Linked DNA regions of Anas platyrhynchos: region 1 is linked to region 2. Evidence: chromatin contacts called from public Hi-C data. All regions are on one chromosome and are shown on one strand. Each heading gives the region's core, a stretch centred on a gene start, on an enhancer-like site or on the middle of the called end of the contact. The rest is flanking DNA. Distances are from core to core; before and after follow the strand shown.

The links. Hi-C and Micro-C count contacts between places; a contact is called where the count stands out from the background.
Region 1: a contact with region 2 is called in a Hi-C map of F1 follicle, with 3 times the contacts expected there. The contact joins the enhancer-like site here to the promoter of RGS7 in region 2. A contact is called at or near these places in 4 of 8 Hi-C or Micro-C datasets (F1 follicle, F5 follicle, liver and 1 more).

What each region holds. Positions count from the first base shown.
Region 1 is chr3:29,621,753-29,628,890 of IASCAAS_PekinDuck_T2T, reverse strand. OPN3 (opsin 3) reads left to right here. Exons shown (of 5, transcript XR_003496180.3): 5 at 414-602. Among named protein-coding and RNA genes, the nearest start is that of OPN3, 27 kb to the left of the region's middle. Within about 2 kb of position 4,115, at least 1 of the 8 cell types and tissues checked has an H3K27ac peak or open chromatin away from gene starts, as enhancers often do. A contact at or near this core is called in F1 follicle, where this site is marked.
Region 2 is chr3:29,539,856-29,546,749 of IASCAAS_PekinDuck_T2T, reverse strand. It overlaps RGS7 (regulator of G protein signaling 7), which reads left to right and starts at 4,614. Exons shown (of 17, transcript XM_027453802.3): 1 at 4,614-4,960; 2 at 5,983-6,090. The coding sequence starts at 6,013.

The DNA of each region.
Region 1 (7,138 bases), core at 2,866-5,365, 83 kb before region 2:
ATAACAACACAGGAAAACTAAACAATAAAAACGATTGTAAATTTGTTATTTTTTGCTATTTCATGTAAATGGGTGGCCTAAAATGAATCAATTTGTAAACCATTTAGAGTGACAGTCGCAGCTCTGTAAAGCACCACTAGATGTGTAAATGTGGTTACGTGTAGTTAATTAACATGCTGCAGTCTCATTTGCTCATCTTTTAACTGCAACACTGATGCAAAACTCACACCCTGCTATAGAACTTAAGTATTGTAATGTACAGTTATGAGAGTATCACCAGGTTATTTACAGATCTGTTATTGTTTTTTAATTTTAAGTCTCTTTGTCTTCTGTTCTGAGGATGAACAATAACTGGCTAGTTTATTCCAATGGAGATGCAGAGACTTATGTGGGTCCTTTCTCTCCCATTACAGGGAATGGAAGAGGAAGATGCTTAGGATTCACACTTGGACCATTCACTGTTCGTAAAGTAACAAATTCAGAAAGAGTAAAAAAGAGGAAAGAAAGAGGAAAATAAAGGAGAAATCATGAAGGGCAAAAGAATGAGAAGAGATGAGAAGGGCACACAATTAACAGAAGTTTTAAATAAACTAGTTTAAGAATTTTAATGATCCCATCATACAAAGGGAAGCAGCAGGTGTGGTGAGTACCATGATAGCCTCAGAGTCAATTCATTTCTTTTAACAAAGTTTCATTGAAACTATAGGATGCATAATGCAGATCTGCTCTGCAGCCTTATAACCATCCTTTTTTAGCTCCCAGAATGAGCTAGATTTATGCTGAATGTAACTGACTTCATGCAGAAAAGTTGGGTTTTATAGTACTGAGACATTATCTTTTATCACAGTGATTAAGTCAGTCAGGAAATCAGTATTCACAAGCATTATCTTTTGTACTCCCATTCTTTGCATAACACCAGTAGCAGAGGATGCCATTTTCTGCTAAAGTACTGCAGCAATAGCTGAATGAAATGGATATTCAAGTATAGTATTGTTAAAGGCTGTTTTTTTTCTGGATGGTTTAGCACGATATATTTATCCTTAGCTTATATCAACAGCCTTCAGCTCAAGAACAAAAATCAACTATATAATATTCAGACATAAAGGATAAAAAAAAAAAATCTAGTGCTGGTGGCAAAAGATTTCACAAATTGATATTTGACCCATATATAAACAGCTCAGTATGAAAGTATCTGCTAGGTATTTAAGTATCTCTTTCAAGGAGTAAAAGACACCTGCAGAAGCTCAATGGGTGCTGCAACCTGCATTTCTGGAGAGTACCAAGGCAAGATGTAACAAAAAAAGTGTGATGTTTTTGGAGACAAAGAATTGGGAAATCCAGTTTGGGAAGATTGGGCAGAGAATGGATAGGAACGTAAAACTGGCTTTGCAGCTGCGGGGGCCCAGCCAGCACTGGAAAGTGCTGATGCCTCTGTCTTCTGTGATACAAACATCCACTAATTTCATCAACATTAGTATCCATTGCTGCTGATGTGCTTTGGAAAGCCTCTTCTATAAAATCTAAAGACAGTAAATCTAGGTATTAGGTGAAAATAATTTGGAAAATCAAGAATCAAAGATCTGTGAAGTTATTTTGAGGAGATACTACAGGCTGGAAGCCTGGAAAACAATCAGCAAGTCTTTGTCTTTTCAGACCTCAGTGAATAAAAGTGGCAATGGATGAGGCAATAAATACTATAGAACTTATTACATGACTTTTTTTTGGGCAGAAAATTTTGAAAACAAAAGTGTTTATACTAGAAAAGCAAAACATCTTAATGGAAAAGGTTTGATACCAAAAGCATAGACAAGCAAAAAATGTGGAGGCCTAAAAGATGTGCATGGAAGAACACCAAAGGATGCAGATGTGTTTCTGAGCAGCAAAAATCTATGTAGCGGCTTCAAACCAGAAAACAAGGGAGAGGGAGGGCTTGGGCAAAACAATTTATGTTATTGGTATTACACAGCAGTAATGTGAACTATACTGAGAAGTAATGTCTGTTTTACCACAGTTATTATTTCTTGACTCTTGTAAAGGAAATGGGGAACAGGGGGTGAAGCTGGAACAGTCCCAGAGGGTGTGGATGAATGTTCTTGCTGCTACTAAGGTTGGTGATAGCTTCTGAGTTGGACTGGTACTTTCATGCGCCCCAGTCCCTCCTTCCATGACAGCAATGGCAGGATCAAAAGCAGAAGGGAGACTCAGCTCTTTGAACTGCAGCACCTGATCTTCCTTTCTTCTTGGCACAGGCAATCTGTGCAGCCTTTTAGTCCCAGCTGCCTCACACCCACGGCCTCTTTGCTGCTGTTCTGACCTGGCTCTGCGTATAATTTATCCACCTAATGCTGAACATTATGAATGCCTTTCTCTCTCTCTGCCTCTTTAACAGATTAGTATTGAAGATTTACTTGCAAGGAATTAAAGCCGAAGAGGAAATTAAATTGATTTTCACTACAAATTAGAATGCAGGTTATCAGCTGTAGGCTCAGCATCAAACACTTCTGGACCTGGCTCTTTTACAGTTGGTTCATTGCGTTTTCGACAGTGTTTGTTCTCCCTCTTGTGGTTAAATCAGCACTTCCTAATAGAACAAAGAGCCTGGCTGCCTATTTTCATTACACATTACGTTGCTGGAGCAGTATGTCTAAATCCACTTTTTGCCTTGATGAAACTTTCTCCAGCTGAAAGTAGAATTCCATCTTGTACTTTGTAAAGTAGCTTGACGTCTGCTCTGAGGAAGAGCTGTTAGCCATGTTAGGCTTACCGTGCTTTCTTTATAGAGAGGTGATTGAGACTGAGGCCAGAATATGGAGCAGACTTGGAATTTTGTCTCTGTTATGAATGGATCTTAGATAAAAAATGAGAAAATACTCTTTGTCTTTACATGTCATGCTGTCTTCAAGATTTATCTAATTACCTAGTACCAGTTGAAACTCAATACAGTGTGCCTCTGATTTGGTTTGCTGTGCTGGTGTGAGTGGTGTAGTGAGCACATGGGCAAGGCCACAACTGATATCTTGAATTGTGTCAGTTTTTTTTCTATTTTTATTTTATTTTATTTTATTTTATTTTATTTTATTTTATTTTATTTTATTTTATTTTATTTTATTTTATTTTATTTTATTTTATTTTATTTGTGCTAAATATACAATAAATACATTGCCTGGAATGTAAAATTTATTTTATCACAGTTTTAGTAACGTTTGTCTATGAGTTGGGTCTGAGGAAAGCTTAAATATGTTTCATGAGCTGTTGAATGTGAGTTCTAATTTTCTTCCTTGAGGTAAAATATAGAATAAGTTTTTGTCCACTTCTGAACCTTCTGTCATTACTAAGCTTCTGTGATCTTTTGGATAGATAGTACAGCATCTACATATATGACACATAACACAAGTCTAAACCTCCATTTCACATGCCATCTTCTATTAATTATGATCACTCATTTGTAGGGAGTTGTAAAATAAATGATTTTTGAACCCCTCAGAAAACAACGAAGCTGTATAAATCATGGAAATACGTATGGGTTTCAGTCACATGAAAAGTTTTTAAATGAGAGGATAGTAGGACAGGAGAAGGCAAAGAAGGTGTAGCGTGTAGGAAGGCATTCTTTTTATACACATTGGAGCACCGTCTGATGTTTCTTCTAATGTGAGGATAAGATGGCAGCCATATGCCTAGTACACATTTAGGATGTTTGAGTGTATAAAGCATATAAAGATGGTCACTAAATAAATAGTTCAATTTATGTAGCTATTTATTGCTGTACAAAAAATAGTCTACCTCATGAATATTAGATGTAGTTAAAATTTTAAATAAAAGCTTAGATATAGCTGTCTTCCTCCTGCCCTGAAGCTACTTCTATTACAGTTAATGGCATGTCTGGTTTCCGGGGAATTGCTATGAGATGGACTGACAGTGGGGAACATTTGCTTCACTAACTGTATTGAAACAGCTTATTGGTTTCTATTGTTGGAATAATGTGTGATAGAATAATAATCATATTTACTTTGAGCTTTCTCTAACTACATTTTATATGTCCAGCTCAGACTACTGTTGTAAAAGCCACTCAGCTTTTAAAAGGAATTTGGGAGAACATACGCTGCCAATTTCCAAGGTGAAATGAGAAATCAGTGATTAGAAATAGACACGTTGCTGCTTGAAGCGGACAGAATGTTTCCCAAGAACAGTGTGTCCCAGGCCTTACCTTTCAAACATCATCTCCTAATAACTGGTCCTTGAGACGTTACAAAGAGGCATATAAATAATCAAGTCTTTCTCGGAAAGACAAAGAATGACAAAAGAAAATATGTTCTAAATTGGCAAATAAAGGAGAAGTTGGTAACTCTGTCTTCCTTTCTTCTTCCTTTCTTTATATACTCATTTATTCTTTGAATTTAAACTAACAAGGCATTGCTTTTTTTTTTTTTTTTTTTTCTTCTGATTGAAGGACCTTCTATGTTCCTATTTTTCTATTTGTCAGCCAGTTGCAACATTATTTCACTGTCTGCATTCTTTTCTAACAGAAAGCCTCAAATATGTAGGGTCTGGTGAGTAAAGAGGGAATTACAACATACTTGGTATCTCCACCTTATTACAAGGAGGAATGCAAAGATAGCATCAACTTGGCACTGTGGAAGGGGACTAAAGGGGAAGGGGACTAAACTGACATATGCAGAAATTTTAAGAGGATGGTGTAAAGTGAGACAGCACTGGCAATTACTTTAACGTGTCCATGTAGCTTGAGAAGTGCATTGATTACGTACAAGTCCGTTTTTATCTGAATAATGTTTCACCCTGCAGAGGGAGCCATTGGGTTATCAAGCCAAGCATAACTATGGTATTTTTATCTCTGGAGTTTGACTTGTTTCTGTGTTCTTGGCAGATTTTTCCCCCTTTATATATACATATATAGGGGCATATATATGAGGGGGAATAAAGGAGAAAAATATTTATATATTTACACACATACATTATATATATGTATAAAGACATATACTATTAGTATCTGAATGAATATTTATGGATTTAGTTTTCTTCAGGCTTTGCTATGTTTTGGACAAGTTCTTCTTAAACTATTCTTCCTAGGGGTAACAATTACATGCTTAATGCTTTCTCTTCAAATGATACAAGATAGGAATAAAAGTCCATCCTGTTCTAGAGTGGCAAGGGCAATGCTTAAGTTATATAAAATGCAGAAGATCTCACAAGGGTACAAGTTGTCTTAACATAATATCTGTGTATACAGCACTCTGTGCAAATAGGAGCAGTGTTCTGCCATGACAGAGAAAAGGAGGAATGAGGTGCTTTCATGGGAAAGAAGATGCTGACCACCAGGGACAGTCTAGTGTAACATGCACAGGGAAGAGCAGGGAATTACTGAACAGACTTTTATTATTTGCTATTTTTAATTTTAATTATATTGTACCCCAGCTTGCTAGACTTCCCCAAAACTGTAAGGCTGCTATCCTGGATGTTCTTTGCTGGTCTGCTGGGGTGACAAAAGCCTATTCTAAAAGATCTTTAAATGCAAACAGAGCTTCAAGACATATTTCTATGCTAGAGAGTCATGCTACTTGTAAGTGAATGTGCTACCTCTTACTGTCAGAAATTCTCTGTTCAGATAGGGTAGTTACTTTGCTTTCTTCTTGAGTAAATGTACCACCAAATTAGGAACTCCACTTATTTCAGAGCAGTACAAGTCCGAAGAAGATAAGTAATTCTCACCAGGCCATGTAAGTCCACTACCTAGTGTCCATGATGGTTTTCCATTGATTTTGGAGCCACTTTCCCAAAGATAATTTGCTTAAAATTAAGGACAATATTTTCTCAAGCTGGAGAATATACATCAAAGTTCTGGAAAATATGCTAGGTGGGAGAAAGTATCAGTGGGATGGGGAGGCCAGGAAGTGGGTGCTGCAAACTGCTCTCTCTATTATCCTCTCATCCTGCAAAACACATGCTTTTCCTGCCTCCCACTTTTCCTCTGGGTCACTTTGTGTCCAAGTTAAGATGAATAACTCTTAAAGGCAGAGTAAACCCTTTGCTACATCCCTAATGGATTCAGTGTAGAACATGCTTCTTTTACTGTACTTCAGTTTGCTTGTAAACATGGACATCTTTCACGGTAATTTCATTTTTCTGTAAAACTTGGTGCAAGCTCTTATTTTGGATTTTGGCTTTATTTTTTTCCCAAGTCCTCATATGTCTTTGTAGCTTAGTCATCTCTGCTACCGTGAATGGCCTTGGACAAGATATGGTCAAGCAAGATTAGTCTGTTGTCTTGGGTGTTTTCATATGAGTCTATTAATGATATTGCTTCCCACTGCATATGTGGAAGTCCTGAAGGCTAAGAAATATTCTTCTGATAGATCTGACAGACAGAAACAGTTCATAGCATTCCTGATTTGAGCAATGTTATTCTATTGTTCAGGCAAACATATGTGGTACAATCATTTTACTCAATCTGTTGTTGCCCTGGAGGCTGGCAGCAAGAATCCACAAAGCTCTGCTGGTACGTAGCTCCTATTTGAAGACTTAGGTATCGACCATCTACACAGTATTTCTGCCTTTTAAGAAGCATATAGTATTTAGAAAATGCTAAACAGAAGTATTGTTTCTACAATGTACTCCTTAAAACAACAAAAACACCATCACCAAAATCTAATCCTCTCTAAAATTGCATTCACTGCAATGTCAGTACTACATACTGTTAATTCCTCGGTTGCAAAGGTGATCTCTGTGGTAAGGCATGACCAGAGACTAGACAGCCAGGAAAACCTGTCCTGTTGTTTTTAGTTGTCAACAGTTTTCACAGCTTTCTTTGAAGCAACTGAAAGACGAGCTCATGACTTTTACCAAGTAAAGCAGTCACCCTCTCTACAAGTTAGGCACTGGCGGGATTCAAAGGCACATTTTGCAACATGCTACAGATTAATTTTGTTTGTTTATTTTGGGTGGTGCTTTGGGGACCCAGGAGTTGGACTCGATAATCCTTGTGTATCCCTTCCAAGTCAGATATTCTTTGATTTAGTATGATTTAGTGTGATGCATGTAGCCTGACTGTCCAAAATACACTGATCAAGCACTGAGTTCAGGTTTTACACTGACCTCTGTAGACTCTTCTTTGGACTGTTCCAGA
Region 2 (6,894 bases), core at 3,365-5,864:
GATGCTGGTAATGCAAGACCCAAACTGGACTGAATATATATATATATATATATATTTTCAGGAAGATTAGCTGTATTACTACATGTTTAACTTATTTCTCAAGTTAGTGATTTAGACTTAAGAGTAAAAAGAGTAATTAATCTTGAGAGTTCCAGGAAATTTTTAAGGAATATACTGTAATATTTTACATTTCAGTAAACACTCACTTTTTGAGGAAATGAGGGTGTATAGATGATTGTAATAGTTATTTGTCTGGAAAGAAAATTAATGTTGATGAATATTTCTTGTATATCAGATAGCTAATGTAACCCGTTTCTCCTTGAGAAAGACTGCCCTCTTTTGGATGTATCTGAAACTGGTTTAATTGTGAAGACTGTACTACTTGACATTGATCTGTTTTGACTGTTGAATTTCCATGGTTAGCTGTGGTAGACACCATATTGATATAAAATTCTGTGTAGCTGTGGTTATCTATGACAGTAGTAGTCGAAATCTTTAGCAGGATATGAAGTTAGTTGCATTTAAGTTTCATATATATGTAGATCTTACTATGTGTGATATACATGGTATAAATATATATATATCACTTAAAAAAAAAAAAAAGGTAATGGAAATGGGTCTTTCCTTATTTCTAATAGTTTCCTAGTCATGTGAAATTCTGCCTGTCCATAACTCTAGCATTTTTTGTTGTTGGTTTATCAGTCCTATTTTTTTCTCATTAAATCTAGAGTGCTATTTAGTTACTTTCTTCTTTTCTGTTTTAAAAAGTCCTCTTTTTCTTGTCTTGACCTCTTTCCTATAAAACAGATGACATACAATTTTATCTTTAGCATCATAAATTGATAAAGGTAGTTACTCTTTCAACAGAGTTGGCAAGTGGGTGACAAAATAGATGCATAGGTATCAAAAAAAAGACATGAAAGAAATAATAAAGTTTGAAAATCAATCAACGCAAGGTACATATCTAGCAAATATATATATTGTAACTTGTAATCATCTGAAGGGCATTTGATGACCTACATTAAATGGATTGATTGCAATTCATTCATGAAGGAGCAGCTGTTCAAATCAGGCTGAGGATTCAGTCTGGGATCTCTAGCTATCAATTCAGAGCATGGCACTGAAACACTTGCAGTTTTGTAGAATCACAAATATATCCATTCAATTTAAGTAGAAGGGCCATTTTCATGCTTAGCTAGGCTAGCAGAAAAAGAAAATCTGGGTTTTATACTTGAAGGTAGCACAGTAACAACTCGTGTCAATATTTAGTGTTAGAGCCTAGCTGTCTAGAAGGTTTGCATTATTTTTCTAAGTTTGAATATGATTATTTATAATGCAGTAATGTTTCAAAATATTGGTCATAGAACAAGATCATGCTGTTCTAAGAGGTTGCACAGCAAGTCTTTACTCCAAGGAACATTCAGTGTAGGTATAAGATGAGATAAATAATGGATATGGGCAGCGTGCTGCCATAATGTTACAGATCAGTAGAACAGACAAAAAATCCAGATCTTCATATCCAGATAGATGTTGTCTGTACGTAATATTCTGACTTAAAAATAGCTGTTATGTGTACCATCTGCATATGACATTACTAGAATACTTGAGTTTTATTGACACTGCCAACTAAACACAGAAAATGTAGTCACCACCTTACTAAATCATGTGTACCTTTATTGCCTTGTTAGATAAAGCTGCCCCTTGACAGCCTTTTTCTATCATCTTTGTTTTATTAATGAGTAGTTTTTGCTTTGCATTTTGAAAGAGAACATTCCTCTTCTGGCAGACCATGCTTTCTGGAGATGCTAATGCTAGCTGTGGATGAGATAAGTGATGACTTTCAATGTGAGAAGATGTGTAAATAATTTATGAATTAAAGCACATCCAACTGTATCAGAATGAGATCCAGTTAGGTATTTTGAAAAGAAATTAATTTCTTTTGACTTATATTTATGAAGCTATCAATTCTAGCATCTGTTTCACCACCAATGGTGACCAAAATAAATAAATAAATAAAATCTGTTGGATTATTTCTGTTTTTCTCTTCTGCTTTGCCATTTCAAAGGTTAAAGTTTCTTTTTCATTTTGTCAGTGGACATGCTGATGAAATGGTGTGCTTCAGTGTAGCTAGTTTGTAGTTATGAGATACATAACAGTGATGACTGTGTTACTCTTTTGGTTCCAAGGACAAGATTAAATACTGTATGTGAAATATATTTCCTTTTGATATCAATGGACAAACATGTATTGACTTCAGCAGATCCAGATTGTTGCTCTGTCTACATACTTGAATAAATTTTCTTTAGAATATAACTTATGGTAATGAAATTTGTTTGTTTCAAAGAAAATATATAAGCCCCACCCGACTAGTATAACATCTTGTATTTTTCTTTATTTGTGAAATTAATCAGTATGTTTAAAGCAAAATCAAGATTGGAGGCAGAATTGCCAAAACTCTAACTCAGTTGGGGATACCTCTGCCTTCATTTTTGAAGAGGTTCTCAGACAGTAAAAGCTTGGAAATGTTATTGCATAGATTTAGTCAGCTTTGTTAGGGAGTTTTACAAAGACTTATAACTCCTGCCAAAATCTACTTGCTGAACGGCTTATAGGAATTAGGTGGATTAAAGACACATTGTAAACAAATTTGTGTATGTTGGCCAAGAATTGCAATACAAAAGAGTTTTGTTTTCTGTATTTTTTCATTTGGATTGGTAGTAAGATGAGGCAGAGTAAGAAAGCAAGAATGTGACTTTATTGGAAACTTGCTAATGTTTGAATTTTTTAATCCCCTTTAACACAAATTCTTTACTAAATGTTGACTGGCAGAGCAAATGGAAAGAGTATGTGTAAATCAATATTTTTCTCCTCTTTTATGGTAAAATTGCATTTGAAGCATATTTTATGCAGTTCCCATTTTTACTCAGAAATTTGGACAACAGTCTGATAAATAAGAATGTGAGTTTACTGCTATTCAACTTTTTAAACAGCTTTTGGAAGACTTCTCTCTTGACATCAAGTACACCTATCAGTCTTACACAGTCAAATCTGTAGTATGTGAACTACTCCAACACTGGTCACTTGGGACATGTATGTGATGGCTAGGAAAACTAGATTGAGATCTTTATTGCTGGTATTCATTTCTCAACAGTGGACTGGACTTAATCACAGGGTCTGTTGGAAGATTAGAATTTTGAGGTTTCATTGCTTAGGTTCCTCAAGATGCTACTTTACATCAAGAAGATTTTTAATGGGAAATGAGCCTTTTTCCAGTTCTGTTTATTTTTTAGTTTCATATTTTTCTCTGCCACTCTTTTCATCCATTGTAATTCTTTTTCCTTTACTTTCCTCTTTTGCTATCAAATTCTTTCACTTGTATTGATCTCTTCCATCTCAAAACTCCAAATTTTGCTCTAATCCACATTTTTTTTTTCCCACAGTGCCTTTTTCTTGTGACATATTAAATTATTCTTCTGTGGAAAAGTCTAGACATATGCTGTCTGTCTGCTACAGAGCTCCTTTCCTACCCAGTATATCTCCCTGAGCTCTGTTATTTATTCTTATTCTCTGTTGGGTCATTTCACCTTTTACTTCTACTCTCCCTAAAGTCCATTCCAATTCATGTTTGAGGTCAGCTGTCTTTACTTCAGTGCTCGTTATAGGACCAGTATTAAATCTATCTTCCTTTCTTCCACTTCCTAAGAGGTCCAAATCTTCTTTGTTTTGTATGTGGCTCACTATCAATGCCTTAGTTAATTTGTCACTTTTTCTTTTAAAGGACTTGAAGGCATATGCAAAACTCGAAAGAGTAGTTAAGATTAGTTATCAGTAGTTGCTAATAGCTAACTTCTAACAGGATATTGTTGATTTGAGTCTCTTTGGGATGTGAGGAAGGTAGAAAGAGTGAGGATGACAGTATGTATGGAAACCTCTGTGTGTCTATTGTGGGATTCCACCAGTGCACACGCCACAAGGTGCAGTGCACCACAGAAGGTTTATTTATTTCCAAGATCATCCTTGAAATTTGAATAAGTTACTGTTTCCAGACAAGATGCTTTCAAATGGGAATATCCCAAAGCTAACCACTCAAATATTTTCTGTTCTTGTGGATGTTGCATGCAGGGTGTTTCAGCATTTGGAAAACGAAAGCATTCTTATCCATGTGATGTGGAAAAATATGACCTACAGACCTTATTTTTAGTTTTATCGTGGTCAACTCTATATGCAAACGAGGGACAAACTGGACGTAGTAAAATAGCCCTGAGGATGTCCTGAGGTGCCCTCAGGGCTCCTTCCCGTCAGGTTGGTACAGACTTGCTGTCTCCTGCTGCTCGGTGGTCTGCGGTGCCGACGGGGCACGAGCTCCCCACGGATTTTTTATTATTTTTTTTTCTGGGTGCCCAGAACAGGGCCGAGGATCAGGCAGAGCCGATCACCCTGCTGCTGCCGGTGAAGGTGCAGGAAGGAGATAGCGGGGAGCAGGTGTCGCCTGCGCCTCTCGCACCACCTTCCCTCCTTCCTTCCCCATTCCATTAGCCCACATTTCTCTTCCTGCCCAGCCCTCCGGCACTGCCTAATCTCATTTCCAGGGGCCGCTGCCAGCTCTGCAGCAGCTGCAGTTCCTTGGCCGCCGCTTTCGGCGAGGAGAGGCGGAGGCGGCGGCGGAGGCAGCAGCAGCAGCAGCAGCAGCACCTTTGACGTGCCCGTCCCCCACGTGACGGCCGCTCCACTGCGGGGCGGGCGCTGCGCTGCCGCCGCTCCGGCAGAGCAGAGAGAGAGAGAGAGAGGAGAGCCGCAGCCCCGGCTGTGTGTGCGTGCGTGAGTGTGTGCGTGTGAGCGTGTGTGTGTGTGTGTGCCCGCGTGTGATGAGCGAGCGCCGCCGCGTCCCCCCGCCCGCTGCCGGCTGACGCCGCCCGCGCGGGGCGCGCCCGGAGCCGCAGGAGTGACCTTGGCCCGCCAGGTGAGGCGAGCGCGGCCGCTGTCCGCGGTGCTGAGCGCGGGGCCGCCGCTGTCCGCGGTGCCGAGCGAGCTGCTGCTGCTGCTGCTGCTGCTGCTGCTCTCCGCGGGGCTGCCGCTGCCCGCGGTGCTGAGCCAGCACACGCCTCTCCCCGCTGTGCTGAACGCGCCGCCGCCGGGCTGCCGGCCATTTGCTGCGCCCGGGCGGCGGGGAGGGCTCCGGAGGGGGGTGCTTGGGGTAGGGCTCAGCACGCCGGGCTCCCCGCGGCCGCCGGCGCGGTCTGTAGATGGAGCACGTTCTCACACCTGCGTGCAAAGCCAGAGCGCTGGCTCGGTGCAGCTCCCGTGTGGCCGGGGGGGGGAGGGAGGGAGAGAGGGCAGGAGAGCGGGCTGGCGGCCGAGCCGGTGGTTTGTGGTGAAGTGCGAGGAAAGTAGGTGAAAGCAACCGGGAAGCTTGTTTGCCTTCTTTCGTATCCCACCCCCACCCCCAATACTCCCTGCAACCTGCTCCCCTCCCCCGGCACATTACATGGTGAATTGTGGAGAAGTTGAGAGTGGGTGGGTGGGTGGCTTTTTACGTGTTTGTGTGCTGTGAAAGTTGCTTTGACCCAAACGGTGAGGAGAGGGCAGCGCTGCACATGCAGTCATGGCCCCAGTCAGTGCCCCCTAAACTGTGGTCTTAGGTGCAGAACATCCCTCACTGAAGCTGTGTAGAGGAGGGAAGAGGGCTTTGAGAGGAGGCACCCACATGATATGGTGGCTGGTGGTGTGTCAGGGAGCTATTCGGAGTGACAATTCATTACAGGCTAAATTAGATTAACATATTACATTCATTACTTACAGGCAAAAGAGAGTAGTGACAGTAAAAGGTGAATTAACTGCTTTGCTTTGGTGTAAATATCTGTTGGAGTTAAGGACATCCACTGGTTCTGATAATGTGTTGGTAAAAATTCAGGTCCGTTAATCATCAAGAAAGGAAGGAGACCTGAGGCAGTGGCTTAACGAGACCACTTTTACCTTTTACAGCACAACAAAAGCAGATCAAATCTGTGGGACATGGCACAAGGAAATAATTACGGGCAAAGCAGCAATGGGGTGGCCGATGAATCCCCAAACATGCTGGTGTACAGAAAGGTAAGCTTTGCTTTTCAAAAGCTGAGGATGGTACTTCAGGAAATGGTGACGTCCTGAACTCTTTTGCCTAGCAAGTGAGGCCATCATTTTTACTGTTTCTCTACACTGTATTGAATAGAAGCTACTGCTGTGCTTTGCTGTGAATGAAGCAGAATGATTTCTGAACACAATCACCTGACATGGACTTGGACTCTTTTTTTTATCTGTTGACATTTATGCTGCCTAATGCAGATCAAATGGCATGTGAAAAGTAGATCCATATTCCAGGTACTGCTAGTGACTCTTATGTTACAAAGTGACTGGATTTGTTGTTTTGAATGGTAAAATACAAATACATGTGTCAGCTGTGCATCGTGTTCAGGATCAGTTGGTTTTGATTCGAAATACTTGATATATTTAATTCACTTTATGCATAGAAACATATGACATGTGCCAGAGACTGGAAGATGTTTTGACTTCAAGCGTTCACTTGTAAGACCTATTAGTAAAATGAATTCATATATTTTAAAGCAAAATATTAACTACATAATGTATTATTTTGTATTGCTCTCTCTGGGCAAAGATTCTTAAAGTGTAGGAAAGTCAGAACCATTAACTTATATGAGGAGAAAACTGATTAAAGATATTATTTATCTGCAATCATTAGAACTTAAAAACAAAAGAAACTTAAAACAAACAAACAAGCAAACAAAAAACACAACAAAACAAAAATACACTTCAGGGATTCTCTCTGGGAAGGATTTCTAATGTAATTATTCTAATAGCATTAATATACAAATTTCCAGACACTGAACTTCAGGAGTG